Regions from separate parts of the Mus musculus genome. Here region 1 is linked to region 2. The links are chromatin contacts, called in public promoter capture Hi-C maps. All regions are on one chromosome and are shown on one strand. The core of a region is the stretch at or near the end of the contact, and the rest is flanking DNA. Distances in the headings are between cores, read along the strand shown.

What was found. Promoter capture Hi-C pulls out the DNA fragments that hold promoters and counts their contacts.
Region 1: a contact with region 2 is called in a promoter capture Hi-C map of stem cell-derived epiblast-like cells, with 2.4 times the contacts expected there. The contact joins the promoter of 1700020A23Rik here to the promoter of AU015228 in region 2. A contact is called at or near these places in 4 of 39 promoter capture datasets (the SN4741 cell line, embryonic stem cells, liver and 1 more).

The regions. Positions count from the first base shown.
Region 1 is chr2:130,401,026-130,406,807 of GRCm38.p6, forward strand. It overlaps 1700020A23Rik (RIKEN cDNA 1700020A23 gene), which reads left to right and starts at 4,271. Exons shown (of 2, transcript NM_001163483.1): 1 at 4,271-4,678; 2 at 4,756-5,049. The coding sequence starts at 4,521. The coding sequence ends at 4,993. Tmem239 (transmembrane 239) reads left to right here and starts at 5,497. Exons shown (of 2, transcript NM_025753.3): 1 at 5,497-5,550; 2 at 5,685-5,782. The coding sequence starts at 5,699.
Region 2 is chr2:130,098,234-130,103,413 of GRCm38.p6, forward strand. AU015228 (expressed sequence AU015228) reads left to right here and starts at 2,161. Exons shown (of 1, transcript NM_001033197.2): 1 at 2,161-5,142. The coding sequence starts at 2,291. The coding sequence ends at 3,610.

The DNA of each region.
Region 1 (5,782 bases), core at 3,021-5,520, 300 kb after region 2:
CCCATACATAGAAAATAAATTGAAATTGTTTTTAAAAGGCAATAAAGCAGGCATCTGAGGCCCTGCAGGGTATTCGGGGCTCTAGGAGGGGGAACAGGCTGTTTCCCGTGGCTTTAAGTCTTTCACTCTTGATGCTGGGGCTGGCATTGTTCTCAATAACAACTTTGTCAAGCTCATTTCCTGCTTTGAATTCAGCTATGACTGCAGGGTGGTGGAGCTTATGGTTCTCATGGCCTCCGAGGAGTACGAAGCCCTGGACCACCCACCAGAAAGAACAAGAAAGGAAGAGAGAGGCCCTTGACTGCTGGAGAGTCCCTCTCTGAACTCAGCCCCCAACACTCTTTTTAAGAAAAAAAAATTTTTTTTATTCTTTAATTACAGTCCAATCTTTACTCCTGGTCTGTCCTCTGACTGTTCATCCCATACCTCCTCCCCCGCAACACCCCCTCACACACCATCTCCAAGTGGATGTCCCCATCCCCAACCCCCAATCCCCACCCCACCAAACCTCCCCACTCCCTGGGGCCTCAAGGTTATGTGCATCGTTTCTCACTGAGGCCAGACTAGGCAGTCCTCTGCTGTATATGAGTCAGGGGCCTCATATCAGCTGATGTATGCTGCCCGGTTAAACCCCCAACATTCTTAGCATCTCCTGTCACAGTTTTCATTCCAGGACTCCAGAAGAAGTGGGGAGCTTGCAGCCCTACTCCCTTGAATAATATCACTAAAGTTCACTACACCAGAAAAAGGTTTTTTTCTGCAATATATTTTTTTTTCTATTTGAAATTTCTAAAACTAACTTTCAAATATTCTTCCTCTATTTTTGTGAATGTTTTCTAGTTTTCTGGGGGTTTTGTTTATTATCCTACTTTCTGGACAGATTCCTAAACAATTCCCTCAGGATTAGCTCTGCCATCAACAAATTCTACTGAGAGCCTTGACCTCCATTAGGGGTTGCTTCATTTCCAAGATGTGGGTGACTAAGTAGCCATCTGAGAATCTCTCCCTCTTATCCTTTTCCTCAACTCGTGATTCCATCATATTTAATGAATTAACACTGTCATAGTGAATCCTACTTCAGATGCCAAGATTGCTCTTGCTCAATGGTTTATCAGAATTCACAGAAGTGGTTATACGAATGGTCATGGCTTATGACCAAGAAAGGTTGCAGGCAAATTAAAACCAACAATAGAATAAGGTTCATCGGGCAGAGTACAGGAAAACTGGGTGCAAGCTTCCAGTTGTTTATCTGAACATGGAATCGGGTCGGCAGTACTTATTCCTTTCAGCAGTATATATGACATCTTGCACCAAGTGCTGTCAGTGAGAGAAATTCACTGGATGCTCGTGTCCAGAATTTTATTGGAAGATCAGTCATACAAGTATAGTTGACTGCCCATGTTGGTTGAGTTCAAACCTTCTAGAATCCAAGGTAAGCCTAGTTTCTGGTCTAAATCCCCAACAAAAATCATACTGTCGTAGACTATTGATGGGGTCTAAGACTTCTGTGTAAACAGAGATGCTTATATTGAACAGGATATCTCAGGGACTTAGAAACTTAGAAACTTGCTCCTTAGATAACCCAGCAAGAGCCAATCAATTCTGAAGTTAAAAACAAAAATCAAAACCAAAACCATATACTCATGTGTATGTAGGTTGCCCAAAGAGGGTGCTGGCTACCCTGGAGCTGGAGGTGTAACACAAGCAGTTGTGAACCACCTGATGTGGCAGCTGGGAACTGAACTGGAAGTGTAGGAAGTATGTTAGCTACCAAGCTTTCTCCAGCTCCCAAGCCAAATAGCTTTCATGAATGAACATGATACAAATAATTCAGGTTTGTTGAATCGCTCACTTTACCAGATCCACTGCCATACACTGCTGATTCCACGCTGAGGTCCCTGTTACCAACAGTGGGCCCACCCCACTGTTGTTTGCAGTTCATAGATCATGGCTGTTTGCTTCCTTCTGCAGACAAAAGCCTTCAGCAGGTGGGCATTGCTTCTCAGCAATTTCTGTCTCCCTCTTCCCTGTCCTCTGTGGAAGAGGTATCACCAATGGCTGACATGATGAGGTCTACTCTATAGCACAATTCACTGTTCTCAGCACAATTCACTGTTCTTAGAGCTGACTGCACTGTCAGGCTGAGACTGAAGCCCAGACAAGACTGTATGCTGGCTTAGCTCCTTCCCCTACCCAGTTTGCCTCCTTCCTTATCTATTGTTTTCCTTCTGAGAACAACCTCAGGCTTTCAGAACATTGGTCTAAAAGTCCATGGAGTTAGAACCCAACATAGGCTGGAGACATTCGGGGATCACATTAGAAATGACAGTTGAATGAAAAATAACCTGAGAAAACCCTAAATAGAACTCCCCTGCAAATTATGCAGAGCATCTTGTACGCACTAAATCTTTAGTCACACACCCTACTCCCAAACCCTTGCATATGTGGACTATTTTGTCTCAGTAGATCTGTCAGGACCTGACTTTTAATTCCATAGTCCAGGGATACAATCTTGTGGCTGCACCAGAAATGAGCAGACTAGCGGAACTGGCAATTTAAACCTGAATGCTAATTTTCTCATTTACAAAGACAATTACTTAGACAAAAAAACAGGATCCCCTTTATAGCCTATGTACCAGTAGTCAGAAACACAGCTCCCAAGCAAACAAAAGACAGTGGAAGGGCAACTAACTGCTGAGTGACATTAAGGACAAATGACACCTGCTCTAAGTTCCGCCAAGTCCATCAACACCAAACATGTCAAGATCACCTGCCCTGGATCTTTGGGTGGGGTGTCCTGGGAAGCAGCTTAATGGTCTTTCTATCATTTTCTCTCAATCTCTCCTTTTCCTGGGCACTATATTGTCCGTGTCTCCCCTACCCAACCCCTTCAGTTTTCTCCAAGGTACAATTAATATTTAAATTTATGTCATTTCTACTCTTGTCTTTTGTCACCAGACTGACCATGTACTTAGTAGCTCTGTAGCTGCCTTGACCATTGATTCAGTGGCAGGAGGTTTATTCTCATTGAATAATCATAAGCAGTAATGATGACCAATCCACTTATGCCATAATCATTCCTTAGTCTCATTCTTAAGGGTAGACTTAACTTTCCACTAGGATCTTACTTGAGGCACAGTGGGGCCTGCCTGCAATCCTAGCATTCAAGAGGATGAGGTGGAGAATCACTAAGAGTTATAGGGCATCTGCGTTACATGGTGAGTTCAAGGTTAGCCTGGAACACATGAAGAAAGCCTGTTTCAAAACAATTTGAGGTCATGATGTTGTAGGACTCTTAGATTCAAGACCTCTTTTTCTTTTCCTTCTCTTCTCTTCTCTTCTCTTCTCTTCTCTTCTCTTCTCTTCTCTTCTCTTCTCTTCTCTTCTCTTCTCTTCTCTTTTCTTTCTTTAATTTTCCAGGCAACATCCAGCTATATAGTCCAGTTTGGCCTTAAACTCACAGTATTTCTGCCTCAGCCTTCTGAGCACTGAAATTAAAATATATGCCACCATGTCCAGCTCTCTGTCCCATTGCTGAAACCATAATACCTCCTAAAACTGTAGTGCGTAAAACATCCAAATAGCATCCTCTTGTCCCCACCCCCACCCCTGCCCCATGGCCTAGGTTGCACTCTAGAAAAGTCTATTCAGCATCCCAGAGTTGCAAACATGTTTTCCCACTACCATCAAGCCCCACAGCCAGCTGGGCTTGGTGGCACACGCCTTCAATCCCAGCACTCGGGAGGCAGGAGGCAGAGGCAGGCAGATTTCTGAGTTTGAGGCCAGCCTGGTCTACAAAGTGAGTTCCAGGACAGCCAGGGCTACACAGAGAAACCCTGTCTCGAAAAAAACCAAACCAACCAACCAAACAACCAAACAAACAAAGCCCCACAGCCCTCACCCCACTTTCAGGGAAGAGAACCGGACATAGAAAAATTGAATGACTGAATGACATCCTAAACACAGAGTCTGGAGAATGTTCTGGAAGATGCAGAAGTCCAAGCAGCTGTTGTGTTAGCATGCTTTCCTGACATCCCAAGACTGGTGGGAAGTCCCTGGTGCAGAGAATTACTGGCAAGGTGAGTGGGTGAGTTGAGTCTTAGTTCTCAGAAAACACTGATTTGTTACTGAGCCCCACCTAGGCCACCAGTGCTTATGAGGCAAAGCAAACTGTTGTCCTGTCCTTAATTCAAGGTCCTCCCTGATAATAGGTCACAATGCCCCAGAGTGTCCAAATCTAGAATGGTCACCCAAGTGGGAGGAGGTGAGGAGAGTTGGTGAAGATGTGGGGTGGGAGTGGGGGGAGGGAGATCCCCAAAAAGCTTAGTTCCTTACTCACAGAGCTAACCCTTGAGTGTCTGCCAAGGCCCTCCTCTCTTCCCTGATCCCTAATCTCTTAGCACTAGGTCTTCCTAATAACCTCTAGGACCCAGCTCAGCTCACCCTTGCCCTTCTAAAGCCATCCCACTCCTTCCCAGGGGTCTGGATCCTGGAGAGGGACTGAGTAGGGTCAGCGAGTCATGTGCCCCCCCTGGGACTTCAGCCAGGCCCAGCTCCTGGACAGTATCCTAGGGCTGGGGGCACTAGGAGTGACAATTCGAACCATCTTCTCAACGGCTGGCCTAGCCCTGCTGCTCCTGTTGCTGACCAGCTTCCTTGTTTTTGACCTGCTCTATGGGTAAGTGCCACCTGTCAGATAGGTGTCACAAACACAAATGAGCAATTGCCTCGAGCTGCCATCTTCTCTCTCCACAGGCCCACAGGTGCCAACCTGCCACGACACAGACTTCTCCCAATGGGTCAGAGCCAGGGGGCTGGTGAAGGCCCAGGACAGCAAGCAGCTCCCCTCTCTCCAACAAAGATGGCCTCGGGACTGCTCAGCCTGCAGGATGCGCTGCTCCTGCTGTTCCTGGGCCTGCGCCTGTTCTTGGGAGGCTCTGGTATACCCTTAGCCATGCTGGGCCTAGCTTTCTGTATCCATCCTTGGGCCTGAGGGCCCTCCTAAAGCTGAATGCCTTCTGAAAATACAACATCCAATCTGCTCTCTCAGATTTCTTCTCTTCCATCCTGAGCTACATGAGGGTAAGGTTGTGTGATAAGGACAGAATACTCCATCATATTCAGCTTGAACCTCAGGGCCTTCTAGTTCCACAATGTGGACATTTGAGAACTGTCAAAGGCATATTACCTTTGCCTGAAGCTTAGGGCATTAAGAGAAGGCAGAGAAAAGGGTAGTTACAGCAACCAACTCCAGCCATGGGGTTGGAAGCAGCCATCAAGGAGGGACAGGTGTGGGGAAGGCTTCCTACAAGAAGAAGAATGGTAGGCTTGCTGGGCTCTCCTGCTAGCCTGGAGGGACCATTAAGTAAAGGACATAAGTGACTCTCACACTATGCAGTAGCTCCTCTCTTGGCTGAGCCCCACCCCAGTCCGGGTCATAATGCACTCCTCTGGGGATGGTGGGGCAGGCGAGGGAGAGACTGGGATCTGGCTGCCAGGCCAGCCTAGACACAACAGGAAGCACCATGACTTAGGTGGCTCTGCCCAAAGGTAAGTCCTAGGCCCCAGTTCAAAGTCCAATCCTGCCCATGCTGGTATCCCCCTGACCCCTGCATGCCCACCTATCCAGAGGTCCTGGGCATCTTAAGGGCTGCCCCCTGCAGCTGGCCTGGCCCTGTCCACAGGTGCACCAGCCGTGATGCAGCAGCCACGAGTGGAGTCGGATATCATCGGGGCTGGCGAGGGGCCCCAGCGGGCAGTGCCCTGGTCAGCCTGGATCATC
Region 2 (5,180 bases), core at 911-3,410:
GATACAGTCCACAGAACTCAAAAAGGTCAACAAGCTGAAGGGCCCAAATGAGGACACCTCAGTCCCATTTGGGAGGGAGAAAAAAAAGCAATCACAAGTGGGGTGGGAAGGAGGAACCTGGAAGGGAAAGTGGACAAGGAGGTTGGAGGAGGGAGTCGAGGTGGGTGGAGAGGGGAACATGATCTAGTATTGGGTGAGGGAAAAGGACTGACGCCCCCAAGACCAGAAGAACTGAAGCCCCCAGGACCAGAAGAAAGAATGGACACAGGCAACCTTGGGAGAAATGAGGTTGGGGGTGGGGGCTCCAGAATGCACCAAAGACCTAGGAGGTGAGAGAATCTCAGGAATCAAAGGGAGGGAACTTAGATGAAATGCCCAACTGTAGGGAGAGGGAACTTATAGAGCGCACCTCCAGCGGGAAGACAGGACATCAAATGAGGGAGAGGGGGGCCATCCCACAATCACAACTCTGACCCATAATTGTTCCAGTCTGAAAGAATTACAGGGGTGGAAATGGAGAGGATCCTGAGGAAAAGAAGGTCCAGCAACAAGCCCAAAGTGGGATCTAGCGCAAAGGGAGATCCTAAGACCTGAAGCTATGGAGCACCCACAAAAAGGGACCTAGCTTGGCCAAAGAACTCCAGAAGACCCAACAAGCAGCTGAAAGAGTCAGATGCAGATATTTGCACCCAACCAATGGGTAGAAATAGCTGACCTTTGTTGTTGAATTATGGAAGGCTGAAAGAAGCTGAGGAGAAGGGTAATCTTGTAGGAGAACCAGTAGTCTCAATTAATCTGGACCCCCAAGATCTCTCAAACACTAGACCACCAAAAAGACAGCATACACCAGCTCATATGAGGCCCCCAACACACATGCAGTAGAGGACTGCCAGATCTGTGTTCATTCAGAGATGATGCACCTAACCCTCAAGAGACTGGAGGCCCCAGGGAGTTTAGATGTCAGGGGGATTAGGGGTGGGGACATCCACGTGGAAACAGGGAGATGGGGAGGAGGTATGGAAGGTGGGACAGTCAGAGGGTGGGAATAAAATATGGAGTGTAAAATAAATAAATAAGCCGGGCAGTGGTGGCGCACACCTTTAACCCCAGCACTCAGGAGGCAGAAGCAGACAGATTCTGAGTTCGAGGCCAGCCTAGTCTACAGAGAGAGTTCCAGAAAAGCCAGGGCTATACAGAGAAATCCTGTCTCAAAAACATACAAACTTACAAAAACCAAAAATAAATAAATAAATATAAAATTAAAAATAAAAACAACTCAAAAAAAAAAAGCAATAGGTAGTGGATAATTACAAGGAAACACAGATTTCTGGACACAGACACACAGTTGTACATAATGGGTTCACAATAGATAAGACAGCATGCCCCAATCCCTGATGTTTGCTAACCTGACAGCCTTAGCCTAGGGTTTCCAGGCCAAGGGGAGATCTTGTCTTAAAAAAGGTTGGTCAACTTGACTATATCTGGAATGAACTACAATCTGAAAGATCCTGACAGAATGTAAAAGGTCACAGAAGGCCTGAAATTGGCAAAATAGATTTCATTGATAGTAGAAGTAGCTTCACTGATTTAGAAAAATAGAGGTGCCCAATGCTCTGGCCGCTCCTTGAACCCGTGTGTCTGCCAATGTTCTGACCGTTCTTGAACCCAGGTGTGTGCCCACTGCTGCACCTCACTGCCAGGTGTTTGTGATACTGGTTGCTAGGATAGAATCGAAAAATCTCTCCAGCAACCACAGCCGGGCCAATCCGGAGTTGCTACACCTGCACCAGACTCTTTCCTTGTACCCCTCCCATACCCATTTCTTGAGAATAGACATTGTTTAGATCTGGAAATCCCCTACACCCCCCCTTCTCCTTTCCCCGCTGAGGGCCTATAAAAATTGGGACCCCTTTCCCCTCAAGGTCGACTCCTTTACCCCTGCGTGGGATATGAGTCATCCCCAGAGCTCTGGCTTTCCTGTAATAAAGCCTCATGTGGGCACATGCCTTTAATCCCAGGAGACTGAGGTAAGGAGATCACTGAGTTCAAGGTCATCTGGTACAAAGCAAATCCCAGATCTGGGCGTGGTGGCGCACACCTTTAATCTAGGCCACATCTTCTGCTGAAGACCTATATAAGGACATTGGAAGAAGGAAGATTCTCTAGTCTTTCCCTGTTTGCCTTGTAGGACAGAGCATCTGCTAGATCCTTGGATTTCCTTTCACAGCTGCTGCTGGCCGTTGTTGGAGAGCTGGACTACAGACTTGGAAGGTGAAGCTTATTGTTGAAGATGGCAGACCCAGATGTTCTCACTGAAGTTCCGGCGGCATTGAAGCGGCTAGCCAAGTATGTCGTCAGGGGCTTTTATGGCATTGAGCATGTGTTGGCCTTGGACATCTTGATCCGGAACCCCTGTGTAAAAGAAGAGGACATGCTGGAGCTGCTCAAGTTTGATCGGAAGCAACTTCGATCCGTTTTGAATACTTTAAAGGGAGACAAGTTCGTCAAATGCAGAATGAGGGTAGAGACTGCTGCAGATGGGAAGACCACCCGCCATAACTACTACTTCATCAATTACCGCACTCTTGTTAATGTAGTGAAATATAAGCTGGACCACATGAGAAGGAGGATTGAAATGGATGAGAGAAATTCCACCAGTCGGGCTTCCTTCAAATGTCCTGTCTGCTGCAGCACGTTCACTGACCTAGATGCTAATAGGCTGTTTGAACCCACGATAGGAACTTTCTGCTGCACCTTTTGCCACACAGAGGTAGAAGAAAATGAACCAGCAATGCCCAAAAAAGATGCCCGCGTGCTTTTGGCAAGATTTAATGAACAAATTGAGCCCATTTATGCATTGCTTCGAGAGACAGAGGATGTCAACTTGGCCTATGAAATACTTGAACCAGAACCCACGGCAATCCCAGCCCTGAAGCTGAGCAAGGACCGAGCAGCAACTGCTTCTGGAGCTGCTGGCCTGGCAGGTGGATGTCACCGGGAGGCGCAGACCAACAAAGCCCCCTCCTATGAGGACTTGTATACTCAGAATGTTGTCATCAACATGGATGACCAAGATGTTATGCATCGCACCTCGCTGGAAGGGAAAGCTGCCAAACAGAGACCCGTTTGGTTGAGAGAGAGCACGGTCCCAGGGGCGTACAGTTCTGAAGAGATGAAGGAAGGTGGCATGGATGTGGACACAGTTCAGGAGCACAAGCAAGCCCACGCAGGGCCTGATGACAATGAGGCGGTCATGCGCGTTCTACGTATTCATGAGAAAAAGACTTCTTCGGCGACCACAGCTGGCTCGGTGGGAGCAGAGGCTCTGGCGAGGGCTGCTAATAACAGTGACTCTGAGAGTGAGACCAGTGAGTCGGACGACGGCTTTCCACCCCGGCCAGCAGCTGCGGCTCCTCCTCATCACCATGAAGATGAGGAAGACGAAGAGCTTGAGGAAGTAGCAGGTGACCCCATTGTTATGGTGGCTGGCTGTCCATTTTCCTTCAGTGAAGTTAGCCAGCGGCCAGAGCTGGTAGCCCAGATGACACCAGAAGAGAAGGAAGCATACATAGCCATAAGTCAGCGCGTTTTTCGGGATCTCTTTGAGTGAGCTTTCCCTGCTTTTTCCTGCCGTTAGCCCATTTCAGAGAGAAACTTCCCATCAAGTGCTTTAAGGGCCTTCCCACCTCTTTATGTAAAGCACCTGTTAATCTAATACAGACGCATAGTAAGAGAAAATTTGATTTAATTTTATTTATTTATTTATTTTTACTGTAAGGAACATCCCAGAAAGGTAGGAAGGTTATATTCAGTTCCCTTTTATTACTAAAGTATTAATATCTTTCTCTATTTCCTTATCTATTTTTTTCCTTTCCCTTTTAAGACATATTTTTCTCACTCTGACTAAAATGTTCCTGTCTCTTCAGAACCCTACTTTGGATTAAACATTTCCTAGTCTTGTAGCTGCACTGTGGTCAGGCATTTGAGACAATTCCTTATATTCCTGTCAACCAAAGCAGCTAACCAAGAAACAGACCACTGCTTAGGGGAACACCCAAACATGTCATCTTCCTCAAAACTGAGTGTGGGGTCCACTCTCCTAGGAGTCCAGGAGAAAGGGGTGCCTGAATCTCAGGGTTGTGTGTAAACTAGAATCCATGTCTGTAAAACACATATGGCTGGTAGATTGTTTCATTTTCATAGACCTTTCAAGCTATACTTTAGGTGACAGATAACAAAGCAGGTTAGGTAAGGAGTCTCCAGTGTTGAAGAACAGAGCACTGGGAACTGTGCCTTAGAGCTGCCTCAGAGCAACTTGGAAGTCTCAGATGTAAAGCTGAGACTGGCCCCACTTCTCCCACTTATTCTGTAGACCTATGCTAGTGCTCTGAATTGAAGAGCCTTTCCAGTCCAGAGCAGTAGAGAAGTGCTGATTGCCCCGCTCTCCTCACTCTTCCAAAGGTCATCAAAGCCTTTATTTGTCTCTCCTTCAAACATTCAGTGCCTCTACTGTGTGGTTGAGCATTGTAACCTCAAGGAATGTAGTCATTAGCATGGTGTTATTCCTGAAGGCACAACTTTCAAAATAAAGGTTTTCATATAAGGTCTACAACAATTAAATTTTGTAGTATTTTCCCTTGCATTGGGACGTTTAGTTATCATTTTGTAGTATATGTGTGAAGCTAAGAGCGAAGAATCTGAGCCTTGTGTAACGAGATGACATAATTACTTGGTTGTTAGATGACTATTGACAGTCTACTAACTGCAGGTCAAAGCTAGTTAACTTCTAGCTCTAACTTCTTGGAGCACAACTAGAATGAGCACTCTCCATTGAAAGATATTAGAGGCTTCTGACTGGCCATCATCTAAGAGCATAGGTGCAATTCTATGTGATTTAAACTTTTTTGGCAATGCATTGCCTTAAGAAAACCTTTTTATGTATTTATATTAAATTCACAAACTGTTAAACTTTAAAGTTTTGTTTTTTAAACTTTCATGGTTGTAGAAATGTTAATTTGTAAAACATTAATTTTAAAACTATGCTCTTTGTTGCATTTTATCTCAGATTGTATTATAATTATAATTATAATTATAAATGTATTAACAAAGGCACTCATTCCTCATTAAAGCTGCATTTGAAATAGAAAAAAAAAAAAAAAGACAGCATGCCCAAGGCCTGT